Regions from separate parts of the Macaca mulatta genome. Here region 2 is linked to region 1. The links are chromatin contacts, called in public Hi-C maps. All regions are on one chromosome and are shown on one strand. The core of a region is the stretch at or near the end of the contact, and the rest is flanking DNA. Distances in the headings are between cores, read along the strand shown. Region 1 holds the start of SMIM45 (small integral membrane protein 45). Region 2 holds the start of SREBF2 (sterol regulatory element binding transcription factor 2).

Region 1 (7,524 bases), core at 2,788-5,287:
CAGTCTCCGGGAGCTCAATCACCTCCGTGGCCTCACCTCCTCCCCTGTTCTTCTTACTCCACCTGCCACAGCCACCGGCCTCCTTGCTACGCCTTGGAAGTGCTTCCCCCTCAGGGGCTTTCCACTTGCACTGCCTTCTGCCTGAGGCCTCTTCTTCATCATACTTAATGGGCTCCTCTCTCACTGAATTCAGACATCTGCTCAAATGTCACCTTAGGCAGGCCTCCCTGCTCTAAAATAGCCTCCTCCCATTCATCTCTTCTCCCAGTCAGCTTTAGTTCATCTTCTTCTTCTTTTTTTTTTTTTTTTTTCCTGAGACGGAGTCTCACTCTGCAGCCCAGGCTGGAGTGCAGTGGCCAGATCTCAGCTCACTGCAAGCTCCGCCTCCCGGGTTTACGCCATTCTCCTGCCTCAGCCTCCCAAGCAGCTGGGACTACAGGCGCCCGCCACCTCGCCCAGCTAGTTTTTTTTTTTTTGTATTTTTTAGTAGAGACGGGGTTTCACCGTGTTAGCCAGGATGGTCTTGATCTCCTGACCTCGTGATCCGCCCATCTCGGCCTCCCAAAGTGCTGGTATTACAGGCTTGAGCCACCACGCCCGGCCTTCTTTTTTTTTTTTTTTTTGAGATGGAGTCCCGCACTGTCGCCCATGCTGGAGTGCAGTGGTGCAATCTCGGCTCACTGCAACCTACACCTCCCAGGTTCAAGCAATTCTCCTGCCTCAGCCTCCCAAGTAGCTGGGATTACAGGCGCCTGCCACCACCACCACACCCGGCTAATTTGTTTGTTTGTTTTTTGTTTTTTTGTGTGTGATAGAGTTTCACTCTTGTTGCCTAGGCCAGAGTACATTGGCATAATCTCAGCTCACTGCAACCTCCACCTCCCAGGTTCAAGCAATTCTGCTGCCTCAGCCTCCCAAGTAGCTGGGATTGCAGGCAAGCGCCACCACACCTGGCTAATTTTGTATTTTCAGTGGAGACGGGGTTTCACCATGTTAGTCAGGCTGGTCTTGAACTCCTGACCTCAGGTGATCCACCTGCCTTGGCCTCCCAAAGTGCTGAGTGCTGGGATTACAGGCGAGAACCACTGTGCCCCGCTTTTTTTTTTTTTTTTTTCGAGACAGGGTCTCACTCTGTCACCCAGGCTGAAGTGCAGTGGCGTGATCTGGGCTCACTGCAACCTCTGCCTCCCCGGTTCAAGTGATTCTCCCACCTCAGCCTTCTGAGTAATTGGAACCAAAGGTGCATACCACCATGCTCAGCTAATGTTATTTATTTATAATAATTTTTAAAATTATTATTATTTTTTTTTTTTTTGAGACGGAGCCTCGCTCTGTCACCAGGCTGGAGTGCACCAGTGCCATCTTGGCCCACTGCAACCTCTTGACTCCCTGGTTCAAGCGATTTTCCTGCCTCAGCCTCCGAGTAGCTAGGATTACAGGCACACACCTCCACGCCCAGCTAATTTTTGCTTTTTTGTTGTTTTGTTTTGTTTTGAGACAGAGTCTCGCTCTGCGGCCAGGCTGGAGGGCAGTAGCGCGGTCTTGGCTTACCGCAACCTCCGCCTCCTGGGTTCAAGCGATTCTCCTGCCTCAGCCTCCCAAGTAGCTGGGATTACAGGGACGTGCCACCATGCCCAGCTAATTTTTGTATTTTTAGTAGAGATGGGGTTTCACCATGTTGGCCAGGCTGATCTTGAACTCCTGACCTCGTGATCTGCCCACCTTGGCCTCCCAAAGTGCTGGGATTACAGGCATGAGCCACCGCACCCAGTTAATTTTTGTATTTTTAGTAGACACAGGGTTTCACCATGTTGGCCAGGATGGTCTCAGTCTCCTGACCTTGTGATCTGCCTGCCTCAGCCTCCCAAAGTGCTGGAATTACAGGTGTGAGCCACCGCGCCCGGCCTATTATTATTATTTTTGAGATGGAGTTTCACTCTTGTTGCCCAGGCTGGAGTGCAATGGTGCAATCTCAGCTCACTGCAACTTCTGCCTCCCGAGTTCAAGCGATTCTCCTGCCACAGCCTCCCAGGTAGCTGGGATTACAGGCATGCACCACCACGTCCCGCTAATTTTGTATTTTTAGTAGTACAGACGGGGTTTCTCCATGCTGGTCAGGCTGGTCTCGAACTCCTGATGTCAGGTGATCCGCCTGCCTCAGCCTCCCAAAATGCTAGGATTACAGGCGTGAACCACCGTGCCCAGCCTGCTCAGCTAATTTAAAATTTTTTTTTGCAGAGATGAGGTCTCACTATATTGCCTAGGCTGGCCTCAAACTCCCAGACTCAAGTGATTCACCCGCCTCAGTCTCCCAAAGTGCTGGGTTACAAGCGTGAGCCACGGTGTTCAGCTTGCTTTATTTTCTTGTCATAGTGCCTACTACTACTTGATTTTCAGGAAGTCCTCTCCACATCCCATGCCATGAGGAATCAAAGCCCTATCTGTGCTGAGGGCAAGGGTTCTACGGGGCCATTTACTTCCTGATCTTTCCAAGCAAGACATAGTTAGTTTAGTCTGCAGTTTGAAGGATTTAGGCTAGACAGTGTCTCTGCTCTCCCAGATATTACAACAATGAGCACACTGTCATCATTGTCTATCCCATCCTCATCACACTAAGTTAATGAATAATGTCTGATTCAACTGTCTTCCCAGGGCCGGGCATTGCGTCTGGGCATAGGAAATGATGAATAAATGACTGCTGAGAATGAATGGATGAATGTAATCCATCCATTCACTCAACAAATATTTATTAACTATGACATACCAGGCACTTTTAGAGTGCTGGACATACAAAGTGACAAAGTCTCTAACTGCTTGTTTCTTACATTTTAGATGGAGAGACAATTAACAAGTTACTATATAACTGTTGGGAGAACCAGTTCGCAATGGGCCCTGGGCGTCCCTGCATGTTCTTGCTGGGTATGCCAAGAAAGCAAGACCCCGACAGCTCTGTACCCAGGCTGCGTTTGCAGCAAGGAACCTTGAAAGATGAGCTAAAGTCTCCCACCCGACAAAGAACAGCATGCTCACCACTCGCTATAAAAGCAGTAAATTGGCAGGGCCTGCTGATGTGCATCGGTAGTCCCAGCTATTCAGGAGGCTGAAGCAGGACTGCTTGAGGCCAGTAGTTTAAGAGCCGCCCGGGCAACATGGCCAGATCCGCTTGGTGGCACTTGCCTGTAGTTCCAGCTACTCAGGAGGCTAAGCCAGGAAGATTACTTGAGCCCAGGAGTTTGAAGCTGTAGTGAGCTATGATCATGTCACTATACTCCAGCATGGGCAACAGAGTGACACTCCAACTCAAAAAAAAAAAAAAAAAAGGCCAGGCACGGTGGCTCACGTCTGTAATCTCAGCACTTCAGGAGGCCGAGGCACGAGGATCACTTGAGGCCAGGAGTTTGAGACTAGCCTGGGCAAGCTGGGGAAATCCCATCTTTACTAAAAATACAAAAATAAATCAGGCGTGGTGACGCACGCCTGTAATCCCAGCTCCTCTGGAGGCTGAGGCAGGAGAATCGCTTAAACTCAGGAGGCAGAGGTTGTAGTGAACAGAAATCGCGCACATTGCACTCCTGTCTGGGCCCCAGAGCGAGACTCCGTCTCAAAAAAAAAAAAAAAGTACTGTGTATGAGCATGAATGAACGAAAGTGTACAAAGAAATCACTACAAATCTGCTTACTGTGGAGCATGGAACAAAAGGCCTGTCCACCACGTGTTCCGCGGGTGGTGCTGGAATGCCCCTCAGAAAAGGAGATAAACGTTCGGTTCCTTTAAGAGGCCCAGTCCCGTCCCGCGAAGCCCCGCCTATAAGGAGGTACGTGCCCCCAGGCCGCGCTCTAGGGGCGGGACTCAGGGCGGTTTGAAAGATCGGCGCGCACAGCAGGAGCGGCGGTCGGCCTTGAGGCTGTGATGTCGGTGTTGAGGCCGCTGGACAAACTGCCCAGCCTGAACACGGCCACCATCTTGGTAGGTGCCGGCGGCCCCGCTTCCCCCGCCGGCCTTTACCTCCTGGGCGGCGCTTCAGCCACTAGGTCAACTGAGCTCCCTAAGGCGCCGAGCCAGTGAGCGCTACCGTAGCGGGACGGGGAAAAGGCGGAGAGCCACGCTTTGAACCAATCGGAGTAGCCGCTCTCTAAGGTTGAGAGACGCACTCACCAATAGGTGCTCGGCGGGCCCTTCCCATCTTCTGATTAGCGGGTTCCCGCGCCTGGATTTGGTTTTTCCGCGTCTGGGGGTCTGGCTTCCTGGAGAGGCCGGCGGTCTAAACGAGGATCGGGTAGTAGAGAGTGCGGTGCCCACAGGCCTGCAGCGGGTCCAAACCTCAGGACCCCAGCCTGTGCCGCATCGCGGGGTCCACTTCTCGGGAAATGTCCTCGGAGCCGCCTGCTGGCGGCGGCCCGATCTCCCCGGGAGTGGGTCGAAGGGCCAGGCCCTCCCCAGGGGTTGCTGTGCCTCTGGCTCGACGGTCCGCTCTCTCTCCCTGCGCAGCTGGTAGGCACGGAGGATGCTCTTCTGCAGCAGCTGGCGGACTCGATGCTCAAGGAGGACTGCGCCTCCGAGCTGAAGGTGTAAGTAGCCGCGGCTGTGGCCTGGGCCCACGTGTCTCTCACTCCAGAGGGATTCAGTCCTAGCTGCTAAACCCCGAAGCCCAGCGCCCCCTCCTCTGAGGCTGGTCCTTCTCCCAGCATGCAGCGTAGCTGGCTAGGCCCATGCCGTCTTATATCCCAACCTCCCCTTGCCGAGGTGGTGACTAAACAGAGGCCCTTTCTGGCAGAGGGAATCAGACAGGAGTAATGTGAATAGGACCGGCCGAGTCCTGCCTCTGTGCTGGCCCAAGGAGTTGTGGCCGCAAGAGCCTCGGGTGGCTAGGATGAGGTGGGGAACCCTTGACGGCCTCTTTCCCCATGAAGGGCACCATTTAAACGGTCGCTGTGAAGGCGGTACGCTTATCTTGAGTCCTGCAATTTCCTGTTTTTCAGCCACTTGGCAAAGTCCCTCCCTTTGCCCTCCAGTGTGAATCGGCCACGAATTGACCTGATCGTGTTTGTGGTTAATCTTCACAGCAAATACAGGTGAGAGCCAGAGGAAGGGGCAGTCAGGGCTTAGGCAGGCCTGGCTCAGAAGTGTGCTGGGAGAGTGACCTAACTTGTGATGGAAGTGGTGAGGATGGGAGAGGCTGTCTGAGGTCAATCCTATAGGGTGAGGAAAGAGGAGGCAGTGGCCAGTGCACAGTGTTTAAAAGACAACGGCCAGGCACAGTGGCTCACACCTGTAATCTCAGCACTTTGGGAGGCCGAGGTGGGCAGATTGCCTGAGACCAGCCAGGGCAACACGGTGAAACCCCGTCTCTACTAAAATGCAAAACATTAGCCGGGCGTGGTGGCTTGCGCCTGTAGTCTCAGCTACTCGGGAGGCTGAGGCAGAATTGCTTGAACCCAGGAGGTGGAGGTTGCAGTGAGCCGAGATCGGGCCACTGCACTCCAGCCTGGGCAACAAAGCGAGACTCTGTCTCAAAAAAAAATTAAAGTCCACCTATAATAAAGAACGAAAGCATAACCTTTGCAGCAACCTGGATGCAGCTGGAGGCCATTATGCTAAGTGAATTAACACAGGAGCAGAAAATCAAGTACTACATGTTCTCACTTGTAAGTGGGGGCTAAACATGGGGTCCTCATGGACACAGAGATGGCAACAATAGACATTGGGGACTACTAGAGCAGGGAAGGAGGGAGGGGGCAACGATTGAAAAACTATTAGGTCCTATGCTCAGTACCTGGGTGATGGGATCATTTGTACCCCAAGCCTCAGCATCACATGGTATACCCATGTAATAAACCTGTACATGTACCCCCTGAATCTAAAATAAAAGTTGAAATTATTTTTAAAAAACATTAAAGGACATAATGGGGCATGGTGGCTCATGCCACTTTGGGAGACCGAGACCGGTGGATCGCTTGAGGTCAGGAGTTTGAGACTAGCCTGGCCAACATGGCAAACCGTGTCTCTACTAAAAATACAAAAACTAGCTGAGCGTGGTGGCATGCACCTGTAATCCCAGCTACTCAGGAGGCTGAGGCAGGAGAATCACTTGAACCTAGGAGGTGGACATTGCAGTGAGCCAAGATCGCACTACTGCATTCCAGCCTGGGTGACAGTGAAACTCCATCCCCCCCCCAAAAAAAGGACAAAGTATTTCTCCAGAGAATGTCACCCTCTTGTCATTCTCTGGCCTCTAGGATCAGAGAAGCAAGGGCTTCTGCCTTCTCTGTTGTAAAGTTTTGTTCTCTGGTGTGTTCTCTCACTCTGGCCTGGCCACCCCAGCCTCCAGAACACCGAGGAGTCCCTGCGCCATGTGGATGCCAGCTTCTTCTTGGGGAAGGTGTGTTTCCTTGCCACAGGTGGTAAGTACGTCCTTCGCCTGTTACCACCCACCCCCAGCCAAGGGAAAGCTGGGGCGGGGATAGGCTTCTCGCTGAGGCACCCTGGGTGATGGAAAGAACATGTATTTTACACACACTGGGGCCTATCAGAGGATGGAGGGCAGGAGAAAGGAGAAGATCAGGAAAAATAACTAATGGGTACTAGGCTTAATACCTGGGTGACAATCTGTACAACAAACCCGATGACACAAGTTTACCTACATAACAAATCTGCACATGTACCCCGGAACTTAAAAGTTAAATTTAAAAACCGAAAGAACACATATACACATACTTTGGAATCTGACCTGTTGTCAGCGTAAGAGTGAATCTGAGCAGATAACTCTGCTGTTGCTTGGAGTTGCCTAGTGGTTGCCTGTGGCTTTCAGTAAAATCCAAACTCTAAAGACACAAAGCACTTTGCAGTTTGGCGTCTGCCTTCTGGGCTGGTCTCATCTCCGGTTACTCTCCTTCTCTGGGTCAGCTGCTGTTCCTGAGACTTTGTAATATTAACAGTGAAAATAATAATGGCTAACCTCTTTTGAGCTCTCACTGTGAGGCAGACACTGTAATTGCTTTGTTTTCATATTAATGTTTGAGGTAGGTATTATTACCTCCGTTTTAGAGTCATGAGGTTAAGTTGCCCAAGTCCCCTAGATAAAAAGAGATAAAAAGTGGTAGAGCCAAGGTTCACACCTAGGTAAGTCCTGTTGCAGGGCCCAACCTTTTTTTTTTTTAGTTGGAGTCTTGCTCAGCTGCCCAGGCTAGAGTGCTGTGGCATGATCTCGGCTCAGTGCAACCACCGTCTCCGGGGTTCGAGCGATTCTCCCATCTTAGCCTCCCGAATAGCTGGGATTTCAGGCACCCGCCATCATGCCCAGCTAATTTTTGTAGTTTAGTATAGATGGGGTTTCTCCATGTTGGCCAGGCTAGTCTTGAACTCCTGACTTCAGGTATCCGCCCGCCTCGGCCTCCCAAAGTGGTGGGATTACAGGCGTGAGCCACTGCACCCAGCCGGCCCGTCTCTTTTTGTTTACTCTAGGCTGCTCTCAAATACGTTTCCTCTTCTTTATCTTGCTAACCCCTACAAATACCTCAAAACTCA
Region 2 (7,524 bases), core at 1,534-4,033, 120 kb after region 1:
GGGCATGGTGGCACATGCCTTAGTCCTAACTAGTCGGGAAGCTGATCTGGAAGGATTGCTTAAGCTTAAGAGTTCAAGGTTTCAGTGAGCCTTGTGCCACTGCACTCCAGCCTGGGCAACAGCCAGACACTGTCTCTAAAAAAAAATTAGGTGGCTCAGCCAGGCACGGTGGCTCATGCCTGTAGTCCCAGCACTTTGGGAGGCCAAGGCAAGCGGATCACCTGAGGTTGGGAGTTCAAGACCAGCCTGATCAACATGGAGAAACCCTGTCTCTACTAAAAATACAAAATTAGCCAGGTATAGTGGCGCATGACTATAATCCCAGCTACTAGGGAGGCTGAGACAGGAGAATCACTTGAACCCAGGAGGCGGAGGCTGAGGAGAGCCAAGATCGCACCATTGCACTCCAGCCTGGGCAACAAGAGTGAAACTCCGTCACAAAAAACAAAAACAAAAAAACAAATCAGGTGGCTCACACCTGTAATCCTAGCACTTTAGGAGGCCGAGGCAGGAGGATCATTTGAGCCCAAGAATAGACCTCACCTCTACAAAATTCAAAAAATTTGCTGGGCGTGGTGGTGTGCGTCTCTGGTCCCAGCTACTTGGGAGGCTGAGGTGGGAGGATCGCTTGAGCCCAGAAGGTCAAGGCTGCAGTGAGCTGTGATTGTGCCACTGCATTCCAGCCTGGGTGACAGAATGAGACCCTGTCTCAAAAAATAACTAAATAAAAAGTAAAATTTAAAAGTTAGATAAATAAAATAAGACAAGTAGGAACTGATCATGGAATAGGAATGCAAAATGCATATGAATTTCTTTCTGTGCCCGTGGGTAGGCAGCTATAGACATACAGTACTTTCTACTGGCTCTGTAATCTTCAGTAAATTAATGAACCACCCTGGGACTCACTTTCAGGTTCTGTGAGAGGGAGATGACTAGTATAACAGTTCTCTCTACCTGACAGGGTTGTTATGAGGATTGAGAACATTAACATGTATAAGTGTTTAACACCGTCTGGCACGTAAGTTCTCAAAACATGTTAGCTGCCCTTGCTATATTCCCAACCCCCACCTACCCCACCCCCCATTTGTTAACCCATTTCTGTATTTAGGAGCACTTAGTAAAGAGTCTGTGGTTAGAACTGGGGCTTCAATTAAGAGTCTTACCACACTGCCCACATGACCAAAATGGAAAGCAAGGACAAACGAAGGGGAGAAATATTACAAAAGCAAAATGGGAAAATGGCAAACAGATTCTTTTCAATTAGCTGCTGCATTTATCTCTTCCCCCAAAAGAGGATCTTCTGCTGCTTCTGTTTCTTCATCTGCACAATGGGGATGTAGCCATCATACATGCCTGCAAGGCTGTAGTGAGATCCTGGACATGAAATCATGCTGAAAACTGAAAAGTACAATGCACCTGTGTTTCTGCCTAAGCTCTCTAAGGTGAGTGGCCTTAGATAAGTCAATATCTCCTGGCCTCAGCTTCTTTAATTACCGTATTAAAATAGGGGTAATAAGAATATCTCACAGGATTGTTGTGAGGAAGAAGTGAAATAATACAAAGTATTTTGGGGCCTAGAACATAAGAGTGCAATTATCGAGTTAGTAAGATTACTAGCCTAGTCAACTGGACTCTTTCCTGAAAGGAGGGGTATGGAAAAACCAATACTGGCCCAGGAACTGCAAGAACTAGGCTCTAACCAGCCGGGTGACCTTGAGCAAGCCGCTGACCCTCTCTAAATCGTGGTTCCCGTGGTCGCAAAATGAGTATTTTAAGAGAGGATCCCTGGGCTCCTACCAGCTCTTCCACTCCGCTGTTAAGGCGCCGGAACAAAGGCCACCCGCTCCCCAGCCCGTACCCGAGGGGCCACAACTCAAAATTCCTTCTGCTCAATTCCCTTTGCAGCGTGACAGCAGGAGCGCCCGGCTCTCCATCCCGGAGAGATGTGTCCACATGCCGCCGCCACTGCTCTCTTCATCAGCAACTTGCTTCTGCAGTCGCTGCCCAAAGTTTCGCGGAGCACCCGGCGACCTGGCCGTCGATCAATTCCGAGAAGCCCAGGGATTCGGGGCGCCGAGACTGGGGGCTGGGCCCCGGGAATCCCAAAGCCGCCCCCGCGTCCGGGCAGGGAGTGACAGGTGCGACGCACGGTCGCGGGCGGCGGGACAGCGGACCACGCAAAGCGCGTGTGGGCGCGCGAGGGAGGCGGCAGCCACGCGCTCTCCTTAGGCCGCTCCCTGAGACGCCCCCGCGACGTCCCTGGCCCCGTGCTCTGGAACCCGTGACCCTCGCGCCGCTTTCGGCCCCGCGGCGCCCCAGATCCCACGGCCTCCCGGAGCGGCGCGGCTGGGCAGGGCTCAAGCTCGCAGCGCCGGAAGGGTTGGGGACCGCCGGGGGGACAGTGCGCACTGGGTTCTTCCCGCGCGAGCCGGGGCTGTCTGGGGGTGGGCGCACGCGCACCCGGGCGCGCCGCCGTAACCCCTTCCTCCCCGCGCGGCCCCCGCACTCCCACCCACCCACCAACCACTCACCGTCGATGTCCCCCAGGGTCAGCTCGTCGCCCAGCTCCGTGAGGGTCTCCATGGTCTCCAGACCGCCCAGCTCGCCGCTCTCGTCCATCGCCCGGCTCAGCGCAGAAGCCCCCCTGCCGTCCCGCTCAGGGAGACGCGGGGGCGGTGCCGTCGCCGCCGCCCATGACACCCGACAACCCCCGCCCGGTACCGCCTCACCGGCGGGTGCCACCCGCCGCCATGTTTGCGTTGCGCCCGGGCGCCGCACGAAAAGGGCGGGGCGGGATTCCCCCGCCCCATCCCGCGCCCCCTGCGGCCCCGCCTCCAGGCCGCGCGCCCCCCTGTTTGTTGTCAATGGGACCAGGCTCATCTCAGCCAATGGGCGCGCGAGGCGGCGCGTGGGGTGATGGCGCGTCATCGATCAGCAGCTCAGATTTGCATAGTGAGGTTCCTCCCCTCGCGGCCTCGGAGCGAATGCCCGGAGTAGCCGCCCGGTCATCATCTTAACCTTCTCCGCCTTGTTTAAAGGAGCCGCTGCCTTCTCCGTTGGATCTGCGCCACACGCAAGTCCGTTCACTGGCCTGGGAGTGAAGGGTTAACAGGCCACCCTCCACCTGCGACCGCTGGCCGCCTCCAGCCCTGGCTGGGAGCACATTACGTCATCTTCCCAGCTGCCTCCCCGCGCCCTGACCGCCTGAGAAAACCGGCGGAGTCAAACCTGGCCCCCCGGCGCTCGGGACCGGAGTCCGGGTCATCCAAGTCCCGCTTCTCCCAGCCCCCTTACAAAGGCGGGCACGGAGGCTGACAGGGTTGCGAATTGTCCCAGGGCGGTCAGGATTTTACGTCTTCTGCTTTGCACCCGCCGTGACCTCGCGCTTTCTCCAGTGGTCCTCAATCCCTGGCACCTTGGAACCACTGAGGACCTGAAAACCACGCCAGTGCCCAGGCCCGCCGCCGGCCTCCTGAGAGGGGGGGGCCCCGGGCATGAGTTTTTTGAAAAAGTTCCACCAGGATTCTGAAGCGCAGCCCACCCACGAATTTCCACTTCTTGAAGCACCTCACTGCCCCGTCTCGCAGCTGGTCGTGTTGTAAACTTCTAGGAATTTAGCCTAAGGAATAAAAATTACAAGTGCTTAAAGAAATGCTGTAGGCCGGGCGCCGTGGCTCACGCCTGTAATCCCAGCACTTTGGGAGGCCGAGGCGGGCGGATCACTAGGTCAGGAGATCGAAACCATCCTGGCTAACACGGTGAAACCCCGTCTCTACTAAAAATACAAAAAATTAGCCGGGGTGATGGCGGGCGCCTGTAGTCCCAGCTACTCGGGAGGCTGAGGCAGGAGAATGGCGTGAACCTGGGAGGCGGAGCTTGCAGTGAGCCGAGATCGCCTGGGCAACAGAGTGAGACTCCGTCTCAAAGAAAAAAAGCAGCACTGTAACTAGGAAGAGGTGAGAATAAGGAAATGAATATGTAAATTACATCCACACGATGGAATACTAAGGGATCATTAAAAATTATGCACACAAATGTATATTTATTGGCAAGAAGAGGCGTTCACAATATATTGATAAAAGGGAAAAGTAAGTTTCCTGCTAGTTTGTGAGAGGCAGCTGTTGCTTAGTGATCAATAATTAAGAACACACAGGCTGTGTGGAGGCAGACACGTGGATCCACTAATTCACTGTGTGTCCTTGGGCTGTTTAATTGTTCTAAGCCTCAGTTTTGTCATCTCTAAAATGGGGATAAAATAGTATCCCTCATAGCTGTGGTTAAGTGAGATTATTTGCACATTCAATTGACAATATTTATTGACCATCTCTGTGGCAGGGAAAAGAATGTGTCCTGCCCTCTGAGAGCTTCCAGTCTAGCAAAACAAACAAACAAAAAAACAAAAAACAAAAAACAGAAATCCCACACCCATATTAAACATAAAAATAAATTACAGATGATGGTACAAGTGATCAAGGAAAGGTAATGGAGGTGATGAAACTAACAAGGGACCTGACTTGTGCTGTCAAGAAGACTGAAGAAGTGACATTTAAGATGAAACCTAAAATTATGAGAGAACTGCAGCTGTTACAGCCAAAGGGGAAATGATGGCATGGATAAAGGCCTCGAGGCAGGAGGAGCTCCTGGTAGCCAGCTCTCAGCTTAAGCTTTGGCATACAGTAATTGCCTTGCATGCTGCTGTATGGCAATTGAAAAAATAAGGATCTGGCCAGGCATGGTGGCTCACGCCGGTAATCCCAGCACTTTGGGAGGCCGAGGTGGGCAAATCATTTGAGGTCAGGAGTTCGAGATCAGCCTGACCAACATGGTGAAACCCCGTCTCTACTAAAAATACAAAAATCAGCTGGGTGTGGTGGCGCATGCCTGTAATCCCAGCTACCCGGTAGGAGAATCACTGGAACCTGGGAGAAAGAGGCTGCAGAATGCTGACATCATGTCACTGCATTCCAGCCTGGGAGACAGAGCAAGACTCTGTCTCAAAAAAAAAAAAAAAAAAAGAAAGAAAAAGAAAAGAAAAGGCGGGGGGCGGGGGAGAGAGAGAGAGAAAGAAAGAAAAAGAAGAAAAAATAAGGATCTATGTGCTCACCCGAAGGTTAAAAAGGATGGAAGACCCAACAGCTGGCTGTCAGACATTGTTATAGGAGTAGTGAGATTTGGGGTGAATTTTACTTTCTTTCTGGCATTTCAGTATTGTTTAAATTACCTTTTATAATGAATGTGTATAACTAATGAGAAATAGTGTCTTTTTTTGGGAAAACAAGACAAGATTGTTCTCGTCATTGTTTACGCACAGGGAGGCTAGTATAGAATACACCAGTCTCACCCCGAAAGACACAGAAAACTAAACCGTGCTCTGGACCCAGCACTGAGCAGGAAGGTGCCACCTTCAACTGTGCTGCCTAGTGGCTCTTGCAAGGCCCCTCACACTAGTGTGTGACTGGTACTCTGGGGGGATTCAGCAACAACTCCCATACAACTCACTCTGGCCCAGGTCACCCCCACAACCCAGAATCTCAGTAACCCCTTCCAGAGGTGGCACACAGCACCTGTTCCCATAGTTCACTGGTGAACCTGCCCAGAGGCTGTGATGCCTGGCCAAGTGGACTGAGGGGGTACAAGTGAAGGTTCAGTAGAAATGGTGGAAGAATAGTGGCTGGACCCGAACCTCAGGAAACACTGGTATTTTCCCTCTGGCCTTGGGTCCCACGTAACTGAACATCTCTTCCAGGTGGTACCTTGCTTTGACTAGCAGGAGGACAAGGGCTGGCTCTGAGATGTAGAGCAGCTTTTGACAAGTCCCTCCTCAGGACCTGAGCTCTTCATCTGAAGAGGGATGGACAGCCGGTCGCGGTGGCTCACACCTATAATCCCAGCACTTTAGGAGGCCGAGGCAGATGGATCATGAGGTCAAGAGATCAAGACCATCCTGGTCACCATGGTGAAACCCCATCTCTACTGAAAATACAAAACTTAGCTGGTCGTAGTGGCAAGCGCCTGTAGTCCTAGCTACTCAGGAGGCTGAGGCAGGATAATCACTTGAACCTGGGAGGTGGAGGTTGCAGTGAGCCGAGATTGCACTACTGTACTCCAGGCTGGCGATAGAGTGAGACTCTGTCTCAAAAAAAAAAAAAAAAAGGAAAAGGGATGGACGAGACTGGTAAATACTACGTTTCCATATCTACCATGGATTGGGTACCTGCTACGGGTCACAGAAGAGAATTTTATATATGGTTTTTCATTTACTTCCTCTGACCCTTCCTCTTCCCTCAATCTTTCAGGATTCAGTTCAGATATTACTTCCTCTAGGAAACCTTCCAATTGGATTAACCAAAAGTATGTACTCCACTGTTTGACACAGAGATGGGGTTAGAGAGGGAAATAATAAGTTTGGTTTTGGAAACATAAGTGATGAGAATTATCAGGTAGTAACAGGGCAAGTATTCAGCTTTTAAGTCTTAGAGGGTATGGCTGCCCAAGAAGAAAATAGAAACAGCCCCACAAAAACTTCATGCAAATGGAGGCAGGTGAGGAAAGAAGAATCCAGAAGTGACAGCAGGCTCAGGCTTGACAGCAGGGAACTACAACAAGAAGCCTGAGAGAATCACCTCAAGGAGTTGTCAACAGCATCTCTCTGAGGACAGTGACGGGGAGGGGAGGAAGATGTGGGACTGGAATAAGAAGGGCTGTGGACCAGGGAGGTTTTCCCTCCCAGTGGACATCTGGCAATGTCTGGAAACATTTTTGGTTGTCATAACTGGGGGACTGCTACAGGCATCTCATAGGGAGAGGCCAGGGATGCTACTAAAATAGCCTACAATGCACAGGACAGCCCTCCTCACACACACACCCCAAACAATTATCTAGCCCCAAACGTTAATGGTGCCATCGCTGGAAAACGCTGGCTTAAAGGATATCAGGGAGCTCACAGACTCCCTGATGGTTCCAAAGACTGGGCCTAGCAGCTCAGTAGACAGGAGCAATGTCCAAGATCACACTGAGAACACCACTGTTGCCACCACTGGGCATCCCTGGCACTGGTCACTGGACTTGGCACTAGAACCACCCCTTTGCTGCTGCCCCTGGTACCTGTGACCACCAGCACGACTCCCACAGTGGTATATACAGTTGGTAGAGCTATAGTCACGTAACAATCCCAGCTGCAAGAGGCGGCTGGACAAACATGTGCCCTAGGGCCTTTACAGCTGAGGGGGTAGGCTCTGCCTGCAGTAAGACTCAGAAAGTGGACTTCCTGGAGCAAGTGACTATAACAATCAACAGTGGCAGCAAAGGGAAGGAGAGAGGCAGCCAGTGGAGTAGTTCTATTTGTTTCTTTGAAGGTGCCCATTTGAGGGTGGAAAGGACAGGATTAACCAAGATGGAGAGAGGATGAAGGTATTAGAGGGAAGAGCCCAGGAGGAAGGAGGTGCCAGAAGGGGCAGATGAGGAGATAGGTAAGACCAGGCCCCTCTCTTTGGCTCTGATACAGCAGGCAGTCAGTAAATCTAT

The links. A called contact is a pair of places that touch in the nucleus more often than the background predicts.
Region 2: a contact with region 1 is called in a Hi-C map of blood, with 4 times the contacts expected there. The contact joins the promoter of SREBF2 here to the promoter of SMIM45 in region 1. A contact is called at or near these places in 7 of 14 Hi-C or Micro-C datasets (CD4 T cells, blood, cortical neurons and 3 more).

What each region holds. Positions count from the first base shown.
Region 1 is chr10:9,549,561-9,557,084 of T2T-MMU8v2.0, forward strand. It overlaps SMIM45 (small integral membrane protein 45), which reads right to left and starts at 4,038. Exons shown (of 2, transcript XM_077949549.1): 1 at 3,178-4,038. CENPM (centromere protein M) reads left to right here and starts at 3,847. Exons shown (of 6, transcript NM_001194334.2): 1 at 3,847-3,966; 2 at 4,489-4,568; 3 at 4,980-5,072; 4 at 6,322-6,401. The coding sequence starts at 3,910.
Region 2 is chr10:9,671,813-9,679,336 of T2T-MMU8v2.0, forward strand. SREBF2 (sterol regulatory element binding transcription factor 2) reads right to left here and starts at 2,784. Exons shown (of 19, transcript XR_013398949.1): 1 at 2,532-2,784. It also overlaps a transcript of CCDC134 not described here.